Linked DNA regions of Sus scrofa: region 1 is linked to region 2. The links are chromatin contacts, called in public HiChIP or PLAC-seq maps. All regions are on one chromosome and are shown on one strand. Each heading gives the region's core, a stretch centred on a gene start, on an enhancer-like site or on the middle of the called end of the contact. The rest is flanking DNA. Distances are from core to core; before and after follow the strand shown. Region 1 holds the start of MAST3 (microtubule-associated serine/threonine-protein kinase 3). Region 2 holds the start of LRRC25 (leucine-rich repeat-containing protein 25).

Region 1 (4,964 bases), core at 2,242-4,741, 300 kb before region 2:
AATGGCTTGAAGATAGTATCCCTTCCTGCGTCTTCACATGTCTTCCTTTACAGTGTTTGTGTGCTAATCTCTTCTTCTTATAAAGACACCAGTCATATTAGCTTAGGATCCACCCATATGACCTCATTTTACTTTAGTTACGTCTTTTTTTTTTTTTGTCTTTTTAGGGCCACACCCTTGGCATATGGAGGTTCCCAGGCTAGGGGTCAAGTTGGAGCTACAGCAGCTGGCCTACATCACAGCCACAGCCACAGCAGCACAGGATCTGAGCCGAATCTGTGACCCACACCACAGCTCACGGCAATGCCGGATCCTTAACCCACTGAGCAAGGCCAGGGATTGAGCCCTCGTTCTCATGGATCCTAGTCAGGTTCGTTAACCACTGAGCCATGATGAGAACTCTTACTTTACTTACTTATTTAAAGGCCTTGTGGGAGTTCCCATCGTGGCTCGGCATTTAACGAATCTGACTAGGATCCATGAGGATGAGGGTTCGATCCCTGGCCTCCTCAGTGGGTTAAGGATCCGCAGTTGCTGTGATCTGCGGTGGAGGTCACAGACATTACTCAGATCTGACGTTGCTGTGGCTGTGGTGTAGGCCAGCAGCTGTAGCTCCAATTCGACCCCCTAGTCTGGGAATTTCCATATGCAGAGGGTGTAGCCCTAAAAAGCAAAACATAAATAAATAAATAAATAAATAAATAAAGGCCTTGTCTCCAAAATTCAATTACATTCTGAGGTACTGAGGGTGGAGGATTTCACCTTATCAATTTTGGGAGAACACAATTCAACCCATAACAGTGGCTGCTTTGGAAAATAGTCTGGTAGTTTCTGAAAATATTAAAAACTCAGGAATTCCAGGAGTTCCCTTTGTGGCTCAGTAGTTAACAAGCTGACTAGGAACCATGAGGTTGTGGGTTCAATCCCTGGACTCACTCAGTGGGTTAAGGATCTGGCATTGCCATGAGCTGTGGTGTAGATCACAGACACAGCTTGGATCTGGCTTTGCTGTGGCTGTTGGTATAGACCGTCAGCTACAGCTCCGATTAAACCCCTAGCCTGGGAACTCTATATACTGCTGGTGCAGCCCTAGAAAAGGCAAAAAGACAAACAAAACAAAACAAAAAAACTCAGAAATTCCACTGCTAGGTATATACCCAAGAGAACTGGAAGTATATATCCACACAAAAACTTGCACATGAATGTTCGCAGAAGCACTATTCGCAACAGCCAAAAAGTGGAAAACTCAAATGTCTGTTAATGGATCACAAAACAGACAATAGACAAAACATGTCTATCCAGGCATTGAAATACTATTTAGCCATAAAAAAAAATGAAGTAGCGGCATTTGCTGCAATGTAAACAAATCTTGAAAACATCATGATGAGTGAAAAAAGCCAGACACAAAAGGCCACAGGTTTGCATGAGTCCATTTATGTGAAATGTCCAGCACTGGCGAATTCATAGAGAGAGAAATCAGATTGCTGGTTACCAGGGACTAGGGGAGGGACAGAATGGAGGAGTGGCTGCTCACCAGTATAGGGTTCTTTGTTTGTTTTGTTTTGCTTTGTTTTTGTTTTTTTAGGGCCACACCTGTAGCATATGGACATTCCCTGGCTAAGGGTCGAACTGGAGCTGCAGCTGCTGGCCTACACCACAGCCACAGCAATGCCAGATCTTTAACCCACTGAGCAAGGCTAGGGATCGAACCCACATTCTCATAGATACTAGTAGGGTTAGTTAACTGCTCAGCCACGAAAGCAAGTCACAGTATAGGTTTTCTTTAGGGGCTGATGAAAGTGTTCTAAATTTAGATGATTGCACAAGAGGGCTGTGAACATTAAAAACCACAGAACTGTGTACTTTAAAAAGGTGATTTTTTTTTTTTGGTCTCTTAGGGCCACAACCATGGCATAAGGAGGTTCCCAGGCTAGGGGTCTAACCAGAGCTGTAGCTGCCGGCCTACACCACAGCCAGAGCAACACCAGATCCTTAATCCACTGACCAAGGCCAGGGATCGAACCTACAACCTCATGGTTCCTAGTCGGTTTTGTTTCCACTGCGCCTCCCGAAACTCCCTAAAATGGTGAATTTTATGGTAGGTGAATTACAAGTCAATTTCATGGATGAGATAAACAAGTTTTGTCTTGAAGTCTTGATTTTGATGTCCTCAATCTGGCCACTATAACTTGGTGGGATCCTACAGTACCTCACAGGTCATTAGCCAGAGACCCTACCTAGGGTTCCCTCCAATGTAAGAACATTCTCTAATGTCTGGTCAGAACAGGGCGGTAAAGGAGGAAAATTGCAGCTGCAGAGACAGTGGGGCCCTAGTGAAAGAGAGAATGTGAGTGCCATCCTGGGACTTTGGACTTTTCCCAGCCTCCCTTTCCCTTCTGCCAAGTCAGACTGAACAATGATGGTCAAATACCTGTGAGAGGTCTTCATGAGGCACTTGGCTGGGTGCTCAGCTGGCACTCAGCAAAAGCAGTTATCCTCAAAACAAACAAACAAACAAACAAACAAACAAACAAACAAACAAAAAAAACCTAACAACTACAGTGGCAATCTATTCTTGTTAATAAAGATTTATTGGAACAAGGACCAGGATAGGGATGAGACAAGGGAGGCAAAGACATGCAAGGGCAGAGTCTGATCCTCTCATTTAATTAACTTGTTTATTTGGCCGTCGGGCTTATGGACTTCCCCAGGACAGGGATCAGATCCCAGCTGCAATAGCGACCTACCCAGATTAGGCAAGGATCCTATAACCCACTGTGCAGGGCGGGGATTGAACACGTGTCCTGGCATTACAGAGACATTCCTGATCTGGTTGCACCACAGCTAATCCGGTCGCGCCACAGCGGAACTCTTGATCCTGTCTTTACTTAAAATGTTGATGTTTAGCTCATTATGCATTTTTGCATTAGTTTTGATTCTTTAAAATGTTGTATTAAAATACTATATATCTTTTTTTTTTTTTTTTTTGGCCGCCCCTGGGGCATGTGGAAGTTCCTGGGGCCAAGGATAGAACCGTTGCCAAAGTTTGAGCGACCCATGCTGCTGCAGTGACAACGCCAGATCCTTAACCCGCTCCGCCACAAGAGAACTCCAAAATATTATATATCTTGATTACCGATTTATTTGCGGGCCCTTAAATATTGCATGGAGGTGAGTGCCCCACACTCTTCACCCTTGTTGCGGGCCCAGGGCACATGGATTAACTTCTCTGAACCTCAGTTTCCTCATTGGCAAAAGAGTTTTTTTTTTTTTAAATCAGGTGTTTACCTGGTAAAAAGATTTCTAAAATCTGGGAAGATTCATTGAAAAATGTTTACTTCTGGGCTGGAGGGGTGGGGAGGGGCCTGGAAGGGCGGGGCAGGCTCGCCCAAAGTGGGCGGACCTTTCGAGAAAAGCTCTCAAGGAGGGGCGGGGTCACAGCTCGTCAGCTGACCGGCTTGACCAATGGCGCGGGGTGGCGGGGCCTGGCAGGCTGAGGCGGGGCCGGGCGCCGGCCAGCAGTGCGGACTAGCGGGCCATGGACGAGCCAAGTCTCCTGCGACGCCGTGGGCTCCAGGTGAGGCACCAGCGCGGGCGGGAGGAGGGCGCTGGCGGAGTGAACCCAGCCTTCGTGTCGGGGTGGGGGCTTTGGCTGGCCAGGGGCAACTGAGGCAGAGGGCGGGAAGCGCTCTGGAGGCTCCCGCTCGCATCTCAAAGTGCTTTTCGTATGATGGGAAGAGGGTATGCCTATTTGACATACGGAGAAAGTGAGGCTCCGTTGGAGAAAGGGGCTGAGGGTTTCGCTCTCTCCACCAGCAGCATTTGAGCGCTCACCATATATTCATTGTTGTATTAATCATTTTACTAGTGATATATTAAGACTAATTAATGTTTATTAAAACTTGCCTCCTGCCTTCGCAGCGCCACCGCACCCTGCCTCAGCTCAACCCTTAACACAAGCTGGGGAGATTGGGGCTATCCAGACACCCATTCGTCAGTTAAGGAAACAGGCTCAAGTCTAGGAAAGTCACAAACCTTAGGTGGCCCAGCAGGGATTCAGTCCAGCGCCCTTAATCAGCTCTCTGGCGCACAAACCATTGCCAAGTGGCTGTGTGGCTTGGGAAGGGAGCGGCGTTGGCGGGAGGCCCTCTTGCTTCCTTGAACCTCAGTTTCCCCATTCACTATAAGGGCCTTTTCTGACCTGTAACCTCGGGTTTATGTTTGGGAGGCAGTGCCACCAGGAGATAAGAACATAGGCGTTAGGGCTAGCAGAGGCTGATATTCGAACCCACGTGACCGCGGGCGGCAACTTCTTTGACTTCACTGGGCCTCAGTTTTCCCATCTGTGCAATGGGAAGTTAGACATTCTAGCCATTTCCTTCTGAGGTTTAGACGACACTTAAGAAGCCACCATTTGCAAGCAGAGGGCATCCGGGATTCAACATTTACCCGACAAACATTTATTAAGTGCCTGCTGTATGCCCCCTCCCCTCACTCTGGAGAGGCAGGGCAGGGGAGGAGGGGTTCACCCTCTGGAACTCCCTTCCTGGATCCCCCAGCCTGTTGGGGGAGATGGTCCCCTGAGCAGCAGTGGCACTGTAGAGGATCTGCTGTGATGGGCACACTCAGGCACCCCTGGAGAAGGCACATGAACCAAGGGTTGCTGGGTAGCATTGGGACAGAAGAGGCAGCCACTGGTGGCAGGGCAGGGGATAGGTGTTTGGGGAAATGAAAGAGGCTGAAAAAAGCTAGAACCTAGTAAGGACAGGGGTGAAGCTGATGCGGGAGGGGAAAGGTGGCTTTTGAACCCGGGTTGTAGGACTGCAAACTTCTCCAGAGGTAAAGGGCAGCTGCATGTGTTTGGGTTCAAGGTCAGGGAGAATGAAGGTAGAGCTCCAAGGAAGAGACACACACACACACACACACACACACACACACACACACACACACACCACCAACCAGGA
Region 2 (5,223 bases), core at 1,676-4,175:
CCATATGAACATAAATAGCTGGAGCCAAACCAATGCCCCTTCAGATGGGAAATGTTTTTGCCAGATCTCCTGAAGCAACTGACTTTGTGGCCTCTACACAAAAATATATCTCTGAGCCTCAGTCTCTAGATCCATGGAATTGGTCACAGAGGAGGTAGCTTCTTAGGAATATCTTGTTATGGTGGGCAAGACCCCCAGAGAAGAATCCCACCCTGGCTCCTCTTGTAGCAAAGGCCACTTTGGATAAGTGGTGTCTATCAGTCATTTATACTTTAGTATAAATTACTCCAAACACATACATGATTGTATGGGGATGCGAATCAGGGTTTGTTTCTTGCCTCTGCTTCTGACCTTGGACAAGTCATTCCCCTGCCTCTCAGGACCTGTTTCTGCAACTGTAAAATGTCAGGTAGGATTGACACATCCAATTTTAAACAATGTTTTTAGAGGAGACTGGCTGGCCCTAAGGACATGGTAACAGTGAGGCAGAGGCAAGCATCAGAAGACAAGCTGCCTTAGGGAGTCTGGTGCCTTCAACTCCCTGCCATAGACCACTTCTGCTTTTGAGCCATATTTGCATCTGTTTTACATATTCTCTCATTTCTCACCAATAGCTTCCCATGGGCCTCCCTGGCTTGTGGATTCTGCTGCCCAAACCCAGCCATGACCCTCTTTCCCTTCCTGCTTGAATCCTCCCAGCCCCCTCCAACCTCAGCCCTGATGTCTTGCCTTCTCAAAACTCATCAAGGGCAGATTCTCTGTTCCCTCCTACCTCCGGGCCTTTGTTCCTATTTATCCCTGCCCCTAGGGGAGTGAAATCCCCTCCACTCCATCCAACCTGGGGAAAGTTGAACCTATCTACCTAAGCCCAGCCAATTCTGGAGGCAGAGCTTTGTGGCGGTAGAGAGAGGCAGGTGGCTTTCTTAGCATCTCCTTTATGTCAAAGAGAGATGGAGATGCTGTCCCATTTTACGGAGACAGAAACTGAGGTTCAGAGACAACCCTGGGTCATGGGAGATTGGAGCCCAGGCTGCTAACGGCTACCACAGAGCCCATACTCTGCCTTGAACACTTGCCGTCCTTGGCAGTCAGAAAAGTGGGTTTGCAGGTCATGAAGGGGGAGGCTTCTTACATATAGAGGAACTCACTTAATTCTTATCCCAACTCCATGAGGTGGAGGGCTGTTATTATCCTCATTTTGCAGATAAAGAAACCGAGGCCCAGAAAGGTCAAACTACTTGCCCAAGATCACATAGCCTGTAAGAGGCAGAGCTGGGAATTGAACCCTGGCCATCTGGCTCCAGAGTCTTGCAGGCAGATGTGGGTGGATTACTCACCTGTGTTCAGCCCACTGGTGCCCGGCAGCTGGCTGGCCCACGATCATGTTCTCATAGTCCGACGTGGAAGATCTGGTCAGGGTAGCTGCTGGGGGCTTAAGGTTGAGGGCCCGACTACTGTACCTCGGCTGCCGACCTGAGCCAGACCTGGAACCATCCTGAGCAGCCCACGTTTTGCTCAGGCCCCGGCCGCTGTCCATCCGACGTCTACAGAATCTCCAAGCCAACACTGGGCCAGCAATGGCAAGCAAGAGAAACAGGCTTCCACCAACTGCCAGTGCTCCTACGGCTCCTGCAGAGAGGCCAGGGGGACAGCCTTCCTCCAAGGCAGAGAAGTTGTGCCAGGCACCAGTGGTCTTATCTAGGCACTGCAGAGGCGGCTGGCCAGAACAGTTGTCCTGCCGAATCTTGTGCCAGGAAAATAGGACACAGTTGCAATCAGCCTTCAGGGTGAGCTGACAACGTCTGGCCAGTGCCCCATCCACGTGTTCCAGTGGGTTGTTTGTCACGTCCAGGAACTTCAGCTCTCCCAGGTGGCTGAAGAAGACTGATGGGAGCTTGCGAAGGCGGTTTCCAGACAAGTCAAGGATGGTCACACTTCTGGCCTGCAGAGACTGGTTCTGAGGCAGCCAGCTCAAGTTTTGGCCACTGAAGTTCAGGCATGTGTCCGTGAACTCTCTGGTCCAGTCCACGTTCCCGGAGGACACGCACGACGTTCCCTGGGTGCCTGGATTGTGCAGCAGCAGCAGCAGCAACGGCGGCGGCGGCAACAACAGCACCCACACCAGGGAGCCCCCCATTTAAGCAACCTAGGCAGAGAGACCAGAATCCAAAGCCTAACCTCAGCCTGTGGTCGCCACCTGTTATGTGTGTGTATATATATATATATATATATATACAGCTCAGGCCACTTCTGAAGTGTTAAAACATAGCCCTTCGCTGGACGCCCCTTTGGTTGGCTCTGGCCCCCAGCCTCAGTCTCCCCTTCCGGGGAACGGGTACATAACCTGGGTGCCTCAAGGGCTCAGAAGGCAAGGAGGAGACCTGGCCCAGTCAGCCCCTTCCCCTTCTCTGAGATAAGCCACTTTGGGCTAAGTTGCCCAATTTCCTCCCCGCCCCCCAACACTCCGGGAGCCCTTGTTGGCCAGACAGGACTATATGCAAAAAGAGTGGTTGCTGGCGCAGGTGCAGCCCTGCAAAGCAGGGGAAAAAAAAAAAAAAAAAGATTGGTTGCCCTGGAAACGGCCCCGCCCCTCTGCCTTTCTTCCTGAACGACAGGCGGCTGGGAGGGAGTCATGAGCGGGGCCTGAAAGGGCCCCCCGGCTTTGGCTTGCCGCTCCTGAGCAGTTCCAAGTTCTAGTGCCTCCGTCCTACCTTTCTAGTTCCACTGGCACGGCTTTGCCTCGACCGGGCTGGAAGTCTCTGGCGCGGAGGGGCTGCGTCGTGGCTCACCTGGACACAGGGGCCAGAGCGACGGACCCTTCGGGGATCTGGATCCGCTAGGGTCTCTGGCGTTCCTCAAGCTCTGCAACCAGCAACTCAGGGGGAAGAGGAACTGGTGCCCGGGTGGAGTGCAGAGAAGAAAAATGAAGAAGACACCGAGCCCCATAGGCCTCCTCCCCGTTCCCCCTCCCCAGGCCTCTAGGACCAGAATTCTCACGAGAGGGGGAGGGGCAGCCTACTTCCCTCTTGCTGGCCCTCAGTGACTACATGGCCCCCATTAACGCCCCAACTAACTTCTACCCCATCAACTTACTTCACAATGAGTTGCATTCATATATTCATTCAACAAACATCACTCAGGAGTTCCTGTCATGGCTCAGCAGTAACAAATTTACTAGCATCCATGAGGACCCATGTTCCGTCTCTGGCCTTGCTCAGTGGGTTAAGGATCCAGGCATTGCCGTAGCTGTGGTGTAGGGCACAGAAGCGGCTCAGATGCTCTATTCCTGCCATTAAAAAAAAAAAAAGACAACCAAAAACCCCACAAACATCATCCATGCTAAGTCCCTAAGAGGCTTCAGCCCTGGCCATTTGTTCCAGGAATATCCAGTCTTGGGAGAAGACAGAACTGGACAAAGACACCCCCAGGCTGGTGGAGTCAGGTCAGGGCCAGAAGGAGGGACAGGGTGCTGGAAGACTTCCTAGAGGAGGCATTAGAATTGGGGCTTCAGGAGTTCCCGTCGTTGCTCAGTGGTTAACGAATCTGACTAGGAACCATGAGGTTGCAGGTTCGATCCCTGGCCTTGCCCAGTGGGTTGGGGATCTGGCGTTGCCATGAGCTGTGGTGTAGGTTGCAGACGCAGCTCGGATCCTGCATTGCTGTGGCTATGGTATAGGCCAGCAGCTGCAGCTCCAATTAGACCCCTAGCCTGGAAACCTCCGTATGCCCGGGTGCGGCCCTAGAAAAGACAAAAAAAGACAAAAAAAAAAAAAAAAAAAAAAAGAAGAAGAAGAAGAAGAAGAACTGGGGCTTCAGCACATGAATGGGAGTTTGCCAAGGATTCCTAAAACCTGCCTTTGACTCCCCAAGCTCCTAGCATCCCCCGCAAGTCAGAGCTCTCCTAACATATATTCATGCTTCCAGGCTGCAGGGAGATATGAGGAGGGCACCCTGTGTGAGGGGACATTGAGTCTGGAGCTTGGAATATAAATAGCAGTGGCAGCAGAAACGAATGCATTGAAGATTCCAGAGAGAAGAGAAAGCATGGCCGGCTGTGACAGTATAGTTAGGAGTGGAGCGGCTAAATGGAGGAACTGGTGACATGAGCAGGGGGACAGGCAGCACAAGCCACCAAAGCCATGCTCAGGAATGGGGCTGTATTCCCAGGGCCAGAGCAGCTTGTGAGCACTGAGTCAAAAGATTCTACTGGAGTGAGCCTGGGGTCTGGAGGTGCAGAACCTTGCAAGGAGGCCAGAGAGGGGGCCTGAGTAGGACCTAAGGGATAGCGGCAAAAGAGAGAGTGAGGAGGTAATGGATTGGGGTGGGCTGAGAGAGGGTCTCCACCTCACCGGGTCCTGGCTTCAGGCAGAGCGGCTTCAAATCCTTTTTAGCCCCTGGCTTGTTGAACTTAACTGCTCTGTACCTCAGTTTCCACATCTGCAAAATGGGGCAAAGGGTATAAGCCTTCTCTTGGACTCTGAGAGGCTGGAGTCTACTCTCCTACGCTTTCCCCTCTCTTCAGTCTCTGCCCCTTTCCATCTCAAAGCTCAGAGGAATGGTCAAAGGTTTTTGAACCGAGACTTTGGGAAAGGGCTGCAAATTGTCCTTCAACAACCCAAAGAAACTTATCTCACCCCCAGTAAGAAAATGGCAGGAGTTCCCGTCGTGGCGCAGTGGTTAACGAATCCGACTAGGAACCATGAGGTTGCGGGTTCGGTCCCTGCGCTTGCTCAGTGGGTTAAGGATCCGGTGTTGCCGTGAGCTGTGGTGTAGGTTGCAGACGCAGCTCGGATCTCGCGTTGCTGTGGCTCTGGTGTAGGCCAGAGACTACAGCTCCGATTGGACCCCTAGCCTGGGAACCTCCATATGCCGTGGGAGCGGCCCAAGAAATAGCAAAAAGACAAAAAAAAAAAAAAAAAAGAAAGAAAAAGAAAATGGCAAAGCACAAAAACTCTGAGATACTGTTTGATTCCACCTATCAGATTGGCAAAAATTCAAAAGTGTGATGACACCCTGTGCTGGCCATGCTGTGGGGAAACAGGCAACCCCACACATTGCTGGAGGAGCATCTGTGTGCAGCCTAATAGAAGGCATCCTGTGATGGAAATTATTGATGCACATGCCTGTTGACTGATCTAGCATCCCACTCCTGGGACTCTCTCGAATATCGGCATGTTTACAAAATGACAGGGGCAGGGACTGATGAATGGAAAAACTAAATAT

Evidence for each region. HiChIP or PLAC-seq counts read pairs in DNA pulled down with a chosen protein or histone mark.
Region 1: a contact with region 2 is called in an H3K27ac HiChIP or PLAC-seq map of alveolar macrophages. The contact joins the promoter of MAST3 here to the promoter of LRRC25 in region 2. A contact is called at or near these places in 1 of 47 Hi-C or Micro-C datasets (embryonic fibroblasts) and 1 of 2 datasets of contacts at active chromatin or transcription factors (alveolar macrophages).

Annotation. Positions count from the first base shown.
Region 1 is chr2:59,697,895-59,702,858 of Sscrofa11.1, reverse strand. MAST3 (microtubule-associated serine/threonine-protein kinase 3) reads left to right here and starts at 3,491. Exons shown (of 28, transcript XM_021083495.1): 1 at 3,491-3,577. The coding sequence starts at 3,539.
Region 2 is chr2:59,398,914-59,404,136 of Sscrofa11.1, reverse strand. LRRC25 (leucine-rich repeat-containing protein 25) reads right to left here and starts at 2,925. Exons shown (of 3, transcript XM_021083527.1): 1 at 2,712-2,925; 2 at 1,338-2,146. The coding sequence starts at 2,137.